Linked DNA regions of Mus musculus: region 2 is linked to region 1. The links are chromatin contacts, called in public HiCAR-type maps. All regions are on one chromosome and are shown on one strand. The core of a region is the stretch at or near the end of the contact, and the rest is flanking DNA. Distances in the headings are between cores, read along the strand shown. Region 1 has its middle 35 kb from the start of Gm41312. Region 2 overlaps Oxr1 (oxidation resistance 1).

Region 1 (6,486 bases), core at 1,565-4,064:
TAGCTGTTCTCAGGAAGGTCTCTGTTCTTTTCTGGTTTTGCTGGCTCCACCTTGAGAAATGCAACCTTTCCTCCAGTTCCCACTTGACCTGTGTATTAATGGGAAACTGTCAAATCGGCTTAGGGATGGTGAGACTCCCTACACACTTCTCCTTGAGATGAGTTTTTAGTAGTATAGACTACTCTCATATCCCCCACTGGGGCTCTAGTGTTTTTATTCAACTGATTTCTAAGCACATAAGAAAGATATCTCACTATCATTTTCGTCAGCAGCATAGATTGTATCCATGGTGGTTCTTGTCTGTTTATTGGACAATGTAGCCAGTTGTATCAATACAGCTAAATGGCCTGAATTTATCATTCAGAGACCTGGAGAAAGAAAGAAAGTAGCTGGGGCTACTGTGTTCCAGAATACCTTTTCCAAATATTTCCAAAGGCATTCCTCTAAATGTTCAGTGTGGTCCAGAAAGGTCACCAATTACGCCAGCTTCACCTAGTGCTGCCTGTGACAAACAAGGTTCTTATTCAATGCTTACAGACTGAATGAGTAAGACACTGACCTCTTCCAGTTAGTAACCAGAACCATGCTTTTTTCCTTTCTTGTTTCTGAATTGAGTTCACACTCAATTGGAAAAACACTTCCAAATCAGGAACTTGCTCTACTTTAGTTATAGCTTCTTCCTCATTTTCCCTCCCAACTCAGACCAAATGGAGCTTTCCTCAGCCTGATGACTCACTGACTTCCCTTGGGTCTGTTGTTGATGAACTGCAGTCTTCTTGTTCTCCACACATCTTTTCTTCTTAGTAGGGCCATGCTTACATTTCCCTAGAGCAATCTTAGTTCAGTGTTGCCATAAAGCTAGACAGCCTCCAGGAAGCCATATTGTTAGAACGAGATGAGCAATGTATGACCATCATGTTCACAAGATAACGTAAAAGCACATGGTGGATTCTTTTCTCTGCTATTGTCACTGAGAGAGCTGGAGAGTATTAAGTTATTCCACAGCAAGGATCAGGGGCATATCCACTGTGCAGGTGGCATATTTGCATTCTCAGAGGATAACTATTCTAGTTCATAACATATATACCCAAAGGTGAAATGACAATATGTTCATAACAGATATATCTGAAGATGAAATGACAATATGTTCATAACAGATATATCCAAAGGTGAATTGACAATATGTTCTGGACTATTTTTACCAGTAGCTTTCCACATAGGTTAAAGAAAAGACTCTCATGCAAACTTCTCTTCCCTATATATTATGCTCATTTTCTGTCAACTATTGTCTCTCTACAATGCCAGGAGTACTCACGTCATGGAAAGTTTTGAAAAACCCTAATGTCTAGGCCATACATTACCCAAAATATCTGAACATAAAATCTATGAATACCTACTTTCAGTGCTCCCTAATGGCTCCAAGGTACAGACATGATTGAGCTCAAAGTCTTACTGGTTCCTTGCTACTCAAATGGATGGATGAAATTAATCTCATATTCATGACTTGTTAACTTTGTGCACACATGTGAAAGTGTACATGTATCTGTCTTCATTGTTGTATGCATGTGTACATACACATGAGTATAAGCTAGATGCTGATGATGAGTGCTGTTTTTTTTTTTTTTTTTAATTGTTCTCTACCTCAGTTTGAAGGATAGTGGCACACACCAGTTCTGCTTGGAAGCTGATGGTAAGTTCCAGGAATCCTGTTTCTGTCTCCAGTAACAGAGTTATAGGAGCTCACCTCCCCATCAGGCTTCTTGTGTGAGTATTAGGGATTTGAAGAAAGACCCTCATGTTTATGGTATATAAACTGACAACTGACCCATCTCTCCCATCCCTGACTTGAGAACTTGAAAAGTGTCAAATCCCAGGTACACTCTTGAAATTTCTATGTTAAAATCTACAGTTGGAAATATCCTATGATGTCAAATATTCTTAAACTTGAAAACCCAACATTGAGAACATATAATATGTAAAAGATTATATATATGTATATATATACATATATATACCACATTTAATATCCACTGCAGTTATTAAACACATATATCATATAACATAAAAATTAGTCCATTCTTTTTAGTCTCTTGCAATAAAATATATATGTATATGTATTTTATGTACATATATATATAAATCTCATGATGCAGGAGAAAACATTAAAACTGATACTGAGAAAGTTGAGTTTGAAAAACAGGCAATAGAATTTTCTGTATCTTTTTCATAAATGCTCACTGAATGCTTGCAATGTATTCAGTGCTAGAGCACTAAATAATAAAAAAGGGCCTTTATTAGTAAGAAGTGTGTAAAAAAAAAAGATAATATAGATATATTCTAATGTAAGTGCACCAGAGATTAGATAGTTTTATAGGTAGATGATAGATAGGCACTAGCAACTTAAAGTGAAGACATTTAAAAAGATAAAAGTCTAGAATCTGCTTATAAAATAACTCCTTGTTTTATTAAAGCTATAGCTGAGGCCTAAATAGATTTTCATCAGAAAAAAAACAAAAAACAAAAAACAAAAAACAAGGAAAAGACTTGGAAAAAGGGATAAATTATGTCAGAAAAGCAGAAGAATTTCAGACTGCTGGAGAACAAATTAGAAAAGGGACAGAAGAGAGACCCATAGGAAGTAATTACAGACACAAGCATGGACCACTTATGGAGAGTCCTGAAGACCTGATTGGGTTAGGGAAGGTGACCTTTATTTCATGCAGAATGGAAAACTCACTACTAAGACCTACTGATAATGTTTTACTGGAGTAGGAGGAGAAGGTGTGCCCTCCTCCCAGCCTTGAATAGGCTAAACAAAACTCCAAAGGTTTTAGCCTCACCTTATTTGCATTTCCCTACCACAGCCTTGAGGAGTTGATCGCCTGCTGAGCTTGCCTTGCAACAGAAACCAGCTGAAACAAAGAATTGCTCTTTGGGGTTTACCCATATAAAGGCAGAGCTGAAAATAAAACTTTGACCCTGGATCAGAAATCTTTGTCTTGCCTTAATTCTCTAGCCTATCCCTTCCCTTTTTCATACACATCCTTCCTTTCTGGTGTACCCAGTTCTCCATGGCTTCTGGAAAGCTACGGGAAAGGAGAGAGGAGGGAAGGGAAGAATTCAGGATATAGAAAGAACATGAGAGAAGGGGGAGTGGAGGGGAGGGGAGGGGAGGGGAGTGGAGGGGAGGGGAGGGGAGGGGAGTGGAGGGGAGGGGAGGAGAGGGGAGGAGAGGAGAGGAGAGGAGAGGAGAGGAGAGGAGAAGAGACAAGCTTTTATGAGTTCTCCTAGCCTTCAGGCAATGGTGCAAAGATCCATGCCCATTCCATTTTATGCTTTTGCCACATTAAAACAAAAACAAAACAAAACAAAAAGGAAAAAACAAAACAAAACAAAACAAAAAAACAAATCATGGTTCCCCAAGCTACATTATGGGAGAAAACAACCCTGAGCTTCACATGTCAAGAGCATTTTTGTGCTGTGTGACTAGGGAACATAGCTTTTTCATTCATTTTTCTTTAGTTTTAATACTGGGGGAGGGGCTACTTCTAACTGCACAAGAAACTGCATTCAATAAGGACAACCGCCAGGTTCAGTGACTAGTTGGATACCTAAAGTTAAACTTTTAACTAAAGTTAAATTTTTGACTTTTGCTAGTGGCTGTCTATAGGACAAGATACAAAGTTCACATCATCAGATCTCTCTACAACTCTACTCTTTTTTTTCCCACTGTCACTGTTAAATACTACTATTGCTAAAAGACTTCTGATAGTGTCATTTTTGAACCACAAACCACACCAGATATTCTGCAGATCCTGACACATCCTCACTTCTCTATGACACCAGATCCTAACATCCCAACACAAGCTTGGAAAATAGCACTATGGGTTAACAGTACTGCTCAGCCTCACTGTGACCACTTCAACCATGTAAATTAGTTTGATTGTGTGAAGTGATGGTAAGAGCTAGAGTCCATACATCTTACATAAATTGGATGGATGGTATCCTAAGCATATAAAACAAGTATCAGAAATGTGGAACCCTGATGAAATGGGTTCTTCCACACCAATTTAGAATTTTCCTACATTCATGTAAAAGACAACATGTCTCTTACACAAACAACAACAAAAACCATAGTAAAACTGCCTATCTTACTTACTGATGAAGGGATTCTCATCAGCACAGAACCTTTTTGTCAGTGTTTCAGGAGTGTCTTAGTTAGGGTTTTACTGCTGTGAACAGACACCATGACCAAGGCAAGTCTTATAAAAAACAACATTTAATTGGGGCTGGCTTACAGGTTTAGAGGTTCAGTCCATTATCATCAAGGTGGGAGCATGGCAGTATCCGGCAGGCATGGCACAGGAGTAGCTGAGAGTTCTAAGTCTTCATCCAAAGGCTGCTAGTGGAAGACTGACTTCCAGGCAACTAGGGTGAGGATCTTATACCCACACCCACAGTGACATACCCATTCCAACCGGGTCACACCTATTCCAACAAGGCCACACCTTCAGATGGTGCCACTCCCTGGTCCAGGGATATACAAACCATCACAAGGAGCAACCTCATATACACTATGTGATGTGACATAAACAGCAGTTCCAAAAAGTAAATGTCCATGAACCCATTCCACAGACAAAACAGATATCACAGTGTTATTTAATTGCTCACAGACAGTAAGGAACTGTCCTTCCAGAAAAGCTTTGTGGGTTTTGAAGCACTCATTCTCAAACAACATGCCTATCTTGTCTCCTACCCAGTCTAATCTTGAGGTTTTCCTGTCAGGAGATTCACTGCTTGAAGATATAACAACCCCTTGCCCCCTAACACACACACACACACACACACACACACACACACACACACACACACACACGAGCTCCCTATTGCTGTTTTTCTTGACTCTGATTTTCTGTCAAGGTTGTACTTCCTGTTCTAGAAATGAATTCTCTTGTAGCCCAGGTTAGCTAGGTGGACTGCTGGGTTCTTTAGCAAAGCCTGTACCTCGTGCTTGTGCCCAGTTCCCAAGCTTCTTTGGTCTCTAGACGGGTAAATATCCTGCCTCCCATAGTCTCTGCGACTGTTCCTGAGATGTTGCCAGCATCACAGTGGTAGATAATGTTTATCCTGCTCTCTTCCTGTTTTCAGCGTGCCAAAGCCCTTACTACTCTTTAAAATCGCAGTTATGGAAGGCAACACAAAGAACAATAATGGAGGATTCTGGAGGGTTCTGGGTCTAGCTTTAGCGCTAGCTATCTTATAAGCTGAACATGTTGCCTAACCTTTCCAAGCTTTAGTGTCTTCATTAAATAGGGGCAGAGTATGGAGGATTTTGAATGATGCATGTAGAATGAGCATATAGCACCACTTAAACAACATGTTGGCTTTGGTTTTGCTCATCATGACCCCTGTTGTAAGATAAATCTGTCCTGATCACATATGTCATGTGCCTAGGCAGTGTTACTGTCAGGTTTTTCACGGGAGAGACTTTATGTCTAGTTATTTGTCTTCTTGTCACTTAACCTTGAACACATTGAGAGGCCCTTCAGGAAAAGTACGTCCCATTCATTATTTCCCCTGAACATCATTAGATATTCACACTTTTTTCTCTCCTTTCTTTCTTTCTTTCTTTCTTTCTTTCTTTCTTTCTTTCTTTCTTTCTTTCTTTCTTTCTTTCTTTCTTCCTTCCTTCCTTCCTTCCTTCCTTCCTTTCTTTCTTTCTTTCTTTTTTTTTTTTGTTAGACTGTGGAAGACTATGAAGTCAAAATGCTTCATTTTGGACATAAGACAATGGAGGCTTGGTTTAGCGAACGTGCTAGTGAAGTCAGTAGAGCAAGTTAAGGGTGAAATTGAAAAGGAGACTGAGACACATACATCATGTCTGTTACCATTGCTCTCATCCAATCCAAGAAAGGCTCTTCTCTTCTTTAAGCCAGGCTAATCATTCCTTATGTCCTTCTTCTAGACATTTTCCCCAACTATATTATGTTTGCTCATATATTATTTTAATCTAGTATCTAATTCCTCTACTGTGAAACCACAGATGTCCCAGGATTATACTCAGAAATCTGTTCCTCCCACAGTATCTGACGTACTTTCTAAAAATAGAAAGTTAACAAAAGAATGTGTGTTGCATTTAACTAGAAAGGGTCAAATCCTATTTATATGCATCTGAACAGTGTATTGCTGGCTGGTCCTGTCATGCAAAAGGGGCAGAGAATAACATGAAATTTCCCTGGACTCTTACAGCAAGATAACATTTGTTAAATTCTTCTGAAGTTCAGTGTATACTAACATCTTCAGCCACAGCACACAAATGTCACTGGTCACTGTGGCTTGGAACAACCAGAGAACTGCTCTGTACACAGACACCATACATCAACAGACCACTGAGAGACTATAAGAACATCACTGGACACTCTTAGTCATACATTCTCAGAGAACCCCAGACTGTCAGCTATATGATTGGTAATCACTCTCTAGGTA
Region 2 (6,313 bases), core at 55-2,554, 310 kb after region 1:
TCTCAATTCAGGATTTGTACAACTGAAAATCCCAGGGATCCCTCTGGTGGTACAGTGCAGTACTACAACTAAGTCGATCCCTGGCCCTCTACAATTCACTGTATTTGAATCAAGCTGGAAGAATTTTTATTTTAAGAAAAGCTAGAACAATTTGAAATGCCTCTTTAGGTTAATGAGAGATGTAAATAGCTTCTCTAGGAATTGATTTTTGACCTCAGTTATCTTTCACAAACTTCTGTATAGCATCTATTTCCTACTGAGAGAACCTTAAGAAATAGATTATGCCTTCTTTGCACACATGGCTGTCCTTAATTAACCCTAATAGAAGGTGTTCATTAAAAGTAGCATCATATCAAAAATTGATAGCATGCAAACTCACTTTTTATAGAACAATCAGTCTTTGAATTCGTATAATAAAATTTCACTTATTTAGAATAAGTAGAGGGAAAGCTAGCTACTCTGTCTATATGAAGCCTCAATCTTCATTTGAACCTTTAAAAAGTAAAAATAAGTCACTAGATGAGTACTGCATTTTAGGTAAGAATGTCTCACTCTCCCCTCTCCCCTCTCCCCTCTCTCCCCTCTCCCCTCTCTCCCCTCTCCCCTTTCTCCCCTCTCTCCCCTCTCCCCTCTCTCCCCTCTCCCCTCTCTCCCCTCTCTCCTCTCTCCCCTCTCCCCTTTCTCCCCTCTCTCCCCTCTCCCTTCTCTCCCCTCCCCCCCCTCCCCTCTCTCCCCTCCCCCCCCCCTCTCTCTCTGTGTCTGTGTATTCTGCTCTGTTCTGCCCTAGACAGCTTCTCTTGCTACTCATAAAACTCTGGTTGAGGCAGCTCTCTCTTCAGGTAAAAATTCTACAAGATATCTGGATAGCTCATGTTTTTCTGACCAATGTTAGAAAAACTGCTACAAAAGAACTATTAAGTCATCTGACCAAGTCAGAAATCCTGTTAAGAAAAAAACTCATCAAGAGCCGCTTTGCTCTCCAAAGATCTCCAGACTGCTCAGCTCTCACTAGCGAAAATTATAGAGAACTGCTACCACTTTCTGCTAGTTCATCCCATGAAGACCAAAAGCCATTTTTAAATTTACATATCAATTCAGTTCTTTATTCCAGGCTCCCTTTTGATTATTCTATGAATCTACATACTGGTGGCCCCAGCCCTTTGATTCTTAGGAAACAGCAAGCATAAGTTTTCTTTTAAGATAGCAAAATCATTTAGAGATCTGATTGCCTCAGTTACACAAAGACGCTAAACTAGCTGGGTGGGACCCTATCCTGAAATTACCATATGTACCACACCTGGGGCTAACCTTGCCATGTCCCAGGCTGACCTTGAACTCAGGAATCTGCCTATATTTGTATCTGCTTGCCTTTGTATCTTTCTGATAAGTTGACTCATTAATGCAACTCCCTTTGTTCCTTTAGATTCATGAAGTTCTCATAATTCATATTGCGTCCTTATTTTTGCATAGTTGAGAAATTATATATTTTCAAACTCATGTATTTAGAGCTCTTCTCCATAACCTTTAGGGCTGAAAGTCCCAGTGCTTGCCATTTGCTGAGACATAGCCACACCTTCACCTCCTGGACTCCTGCTGTCTGATTATCAAGGAGTCAATAACATTAACAGAGAAACCATTCCTCGGAGGAATGTGAAATAATATACATTGTTACACAAACAAGTGTTATGCCACTACAGTCATCAATACTGCTGGAGGCTCACACTGGGATTCTGTCCTAGGGGCAGGAACCAAGTCTCTCTGTCCCCACCAGGGCCACGCCTGCTCAGCAGCCAAAGAAAGTCAAAAGCTTGTGGGTTCAGCTGGGTGGAGTATAGTGAAATTAAATATCAGAGAGAATTTAACAAATTCTAGAATGTCTACAGTTTTTATTTTTCTAAATATAGCTGTTGTCTGTCTAGAAGAGTATAGATGTCACTTTGCCTCTGTAGAATGTCAAGATTAGCAGACATTCAAAGTGACTTTAATCAGTTGACAGTTGAAGTATGGTCACTCAGTGGGGTCTCTCTCTCTCTCTCTCCCTCTCTCTCTCTCTCTCTCTCCCCCCCCCCAAAGACTTTAAATTCAAACTCCATTTTAGAGAACCTGACCTAAGTTTGAACTCAGGTAGACTAACTGCTAACTAGCATTAGTTTCCAAGTTGTCCCCAAGAAAGCCTGAGCCTAGCTTCAGTCTCTAGGCTAATCCCCAACAAGAGCAGAGTTTCTAGGTAATTCCCCCAACAAACCTGCACCCCCAGGTTACAAGACCTAATGGTCCCTTCCTAATGACCACCAATGCAGAGTAGAGCAGAAGTAAAGTTTATGATCTGACTCCCAGCACCAGACAACTAGGTTGAAGGCCACAACAGCTTTCCAATTAGATGCTTATGCATGTACTCCCTGCTTACTGCTTACTATAAAGCTTTGCCCCAATAGACAGTCTGGGCTCCCCGACCACCAAAACTGGCCTGTGTGCTGGTGGTGCGTAGGGGGTGGGGGTAGTGGGTGAATTAGCTCAAATAGAATAAAGACCCTGCTGTGAGTTGCATCTGATTAGCTCTTGTGTGTGTTTTTTGGGGATTACTAACATTTTCCTGGTCTCTCTCTCTCTCTCTCCCTCTCTCCCTCCCTCCCTCTCTCCCTCTCTCCATCTCTCCCTCTCTCCCTCTCTCCTCCCTCTCTCTGTCACAAGAGCAGTCAGATTATTGAAGAGGAACTTGATCTCGCAGATGAATGTTTAAGTAGGACCTCCTCACTCCTCCTAGCTAAATGACCATAAATAGGCTATTTAGGGTGTCAAAGCTCATTGTCTTTCATTGGAAAAGGAAACAAATCTGATACTTACTGAAAGGGTTGCTTTGAGATATAAATGAAAATATTATGTATGAAGTGCTTATAATAGCCCCTGGAGCTTAAAGATTCCAATAAATGTAAGTGAACTTCTTGCATGTGTAATGGAGGTAGCATGGCCCTGCCCTCATGAACCAAACTTCCTATCTTGATAACGTGCAGAGTTTGTCCATTTTTTCCCTGTTGAAAATCATACAGTGTCTCTCATTCCTATCAAGATGAAGTTGATACTCTATAAAATGCCCATGTCCTGGCTCTGCCTACTTTGCATCTTCATTACAAATCCCAACCCTGTAATCCCGGAGTATCAAATACTTTATAGTGTAGTATCCCCAAAATGCCAATATTTTATATGTATTGTGTTCAGTATCCTCCAGCTAGCTTTCTACCATCTTCTCTTTTAGCTTCTGAACAACTTTTGTTAGGGTTTGGGAATTGATAACGACCCCAGACTCAAATACAATAACAGAGCATTTACTCTGCAGAAACAGCCAGCAAAATGGCAATGACCCCAGACAAAGGCATGCAGGCCTTCTTTTTTTTTTTTAAGATTTATTTATTTATTATATATGTAAGTACACTGTAGCTGTCTTCAGACACACCAGAAGAGGGAGTCAGATCTCGTTACGGATGGTTGTGAGCCACCATGTGGTTGCTGGGATTTGAACTCAGGACCTTCGAAAGAGCAGTCGGGTGCTCTTACCTGCTGAGCCATCTCTCCAGCCCTGCATGCAGGCCTTCTTATAGGAAACTGGGGGAACTGTCTAGAAGAATTAGGTAATCTCTAATGTGATTGGTAGGGGCTAAAGCCTTGATATTAATATAATTTTGATTGGCTACTATGATAGGGTTAGGTAATCTCAAACTTCATTGGTGGGTGCTGGGATGGCCCAGATGGACTGCATTCCTTTGTCACGTATGATTAACTACCAGATATACTGCCCAGCACAGATGTTCTATCCTGAGATAAGGTATCTCCCATTCATGTGGCCATCTTCAGGCTTTTACTTGGGTGGGGGATTTTATTGTCTTGTTCCTGTGTTTTGGGATCCGCTGCTGGAGCAAGTGGCTTATGGCCTAGTTTCTGAGTGGAGACAAAATGGAATTAATAGAACTCTCCACTTTATGGATTTAGCCTAAACTTTCCATGTATCTGATTGTTTTTTCTGAAAGGCTGATTAACATGAACAGATTTCAAAGCATTTAACAGACACTGTCTAATGTGTATTCTTTTAATGCACTAATTATGATCTTTCTGCAAGGAAAATAAGTTATATCATCTTTGCTATAAACCATTCTACAGGGTTACATCCTTAAAAGTTGAATAGTTTATTCATGATTCGGTAGTTTTAATATGTTTGGCCCATGGGAATTAGTACTATTAGGATAGGTGACCTTGTTGGAGGAAGTGTGTCACTGTGTAGGCAGGCTCTAGGACAACTAGTGTTCAAGCTTTGCCCAGTATAGAAGAGACTCTCCTCATGGCTGACTTTGGGTCAAGATGTAGAATTCTTGGTTCTCCCAGCACCAAGTCTGCCTGCATATTGCCATGCTTCCCACCATGATGATAATGGACTGAACCTCTGAAACTTGTAAGCAAACCTAAATTAAGTGTTTTCCATTATAAGAGTTGCCTTGGTCATGGTGTCTCTTCGTGGCAATGAAGCCCTAACTAAGGCAGAAAGAGGTTGGTACTAGGGGCTGAGGTACCTGTGGTAGAAGTGACCATTTTTTTGTTTGGAGGAATATTGATTTGGGGACTTTGGAAAGCAATTGAATGCTTTGCGTGGGACCTAATAGGCCATACTGGTAGAAGCAGGAAAGACAGTGGTGCTGGGGGTGGCTTGAATTGTGTGGACCTAGCTCTAGAAGTTTTAGAAAAGAAGAATTTTAGTATGTGCCCTAGAGACTGTTCTTGTGATATTTTGGTGAAGAATGTGGCAGCTTTGTGCTCTTGTCTGAAGAATCTATCTGAGGCTAAAGGGAAGAGATTCAAATTAATTGCATTGACAAAGGAAATCTCAAAACAAGCAGGCTTAGACTCTATCTGTGGTTCACTCTTATGAGGAGCATTTTGATCAAGCATAGCAAATGAAAAATACAAATTACATGGCTCAAAGATTAAAGGGACACCAGGAAGTGAAATAGAGCTAAACCCTATTTTCAAGGATACTAAATGGAATTAAGGGAGGGGTAACCTCAGGGCAAGATCCCAGCCAGATAAACTTATTGTTTATGTATTTGCAGTTGAACAAGGAATAATCATATCATGTTAGGGAATACTAGATCTGGTTATTGTTTTCATTTGAGCATTAGGAGATATGATTATGTGTCAAATTGACAAGGGATGGATTGTGATGGTTATACTTGATTATCAAATTGACTATATCTGGAAAGAGCTACAATCCAGAACTTGTAAAGATCTTGTGAAAAGGTGAAGAAAGACTTTGGTTTAGGTACTCATCATTATTCCTAGCATTCAGGAGACACAGGAATGCAGATCTCTAAATTCAGGATTAGTCTACAGAGCAAGATCCAGGATAGACAACCTTAGGCAGTGAAGGAGTTGGAAAACGGAAAGTTGGTCATAATATAATAGAATTATATTATTATAATTTTATAATTATATGGGGGGGCATATTCCATGCTTCCCATCATGATAATAGACCGAACCTCTAAAACTGTGAACCAGCCCCAATTAAATATTTGCATTTTATAAGAATTACCTTACTCATGGTGTCTCTTCACAGTGATGAACCCTAAGACACATGGCCATAGAATATATGGAATATGAGGGAGGAATCTAAGTAGACTAGTCAATGGTGAACAGCCCACTTTTAACATGTTTTCAGATCAAGCACTTATCTCAAAATAAAAGTAAATTTATATAATTGACAGAGATCTCATTTAGTAGTTTCTCAAGTGCTCCTGCTAACCACTGATGCGAAAACAATGCATTGTAAAAGAACACTAGCAGGCTATGGCTGTGGTTCAGTTTATAATATGAGTACTGTACAAGTCCAAGGACTTCAACTCCCCAGCACCCAAGTAAAGAACAAAGCAACATGCTATGTACTTGTAATTCCAGTGCTGTGGAAACAAAGACAGAGAGTCCGTAGAGATCACCACACAGCCATTCTATCCACACTCTCAAGCTCTGGGTCCCAACAAGAGGCTCTGTCTCAAAAAACAAAGCAAATGGCCTCTTCTGAGGAATGGTATCTGAAGTTAATCTCTGGCCTCTACAAGGGAGGGAGGGAGAGGAAGGGGGACAAAACTGGAGGGAATGAAAAAGAAGGAAGAAAAGGAATGACACTTAAATTGGAGAAGTATGGACTCATTGATCTCTCTCTCTCTCTCTCTCTCTCTCTCTCTCTCTCTCTCTCTCCACACACACACATACACACACACACACACACACACACACACACACACACACACACACACTTCACATTCTTTCTGAT

What was found. HiCAR-type assays count read pairs that join an accessible place to other places.
Region 2: a HiCAR-type map of embryonic stem cells shows a contact between it and region 1, with 13 times the contacts expected there. The contact joins two enhancer-like sites. A contact is called at or near these places in 1 of 15 datasets of contacts at CTCF or cohesin (pro-B cells), 22 of 484 Hi-C or Micro-C datasets (the HPC-7 cell line, bone marrow-derived macrophages, embryonic stem cells and 3 more), 12 of 115 datasets of contacts at active chromatin or transcription factors (embryonic stem cells and epiblast stem cells) and 1 of 9 other capture datasets (embryonic stem cells).

What each region holds. Positions count from the first base shown.
Region 1 is chr15:41,349,432-41,355,917 of GRCm38.p6, forward strand. No RefSeq gene overlaps it. Among named protein-coding and RNA genes, the nearest start is that of Gm41312, 35 kb to the left of the region's middle. Within about 2 kb of position 2,815, at least 11 of the 459 cell types and tissues checked have an H3K27ac peak or open chromatin away from gene starts, as enhancers often do. A contact at or near this core is called in embryonic stem cells, where this site is marked.
Region 2 is chr15:41,657,252-41,663,564 of GRCm38.p6, forward strand. All of the region lies in intron 3 of Oxr1 (oxidation resistance 1), which reads left to right. Among named protein-coding and RNA genes, the nearest start is that of Abra, 210 kb to the right of the region's middle. Within about 2 kb of position 1,305, at least 13 of the 459 cell types and tissues checked have an H3K27ac peak or open chromatin away from gene starts, as enhancers often do. A contact at or near this core is called in embryonic stem cells, where this site is marked.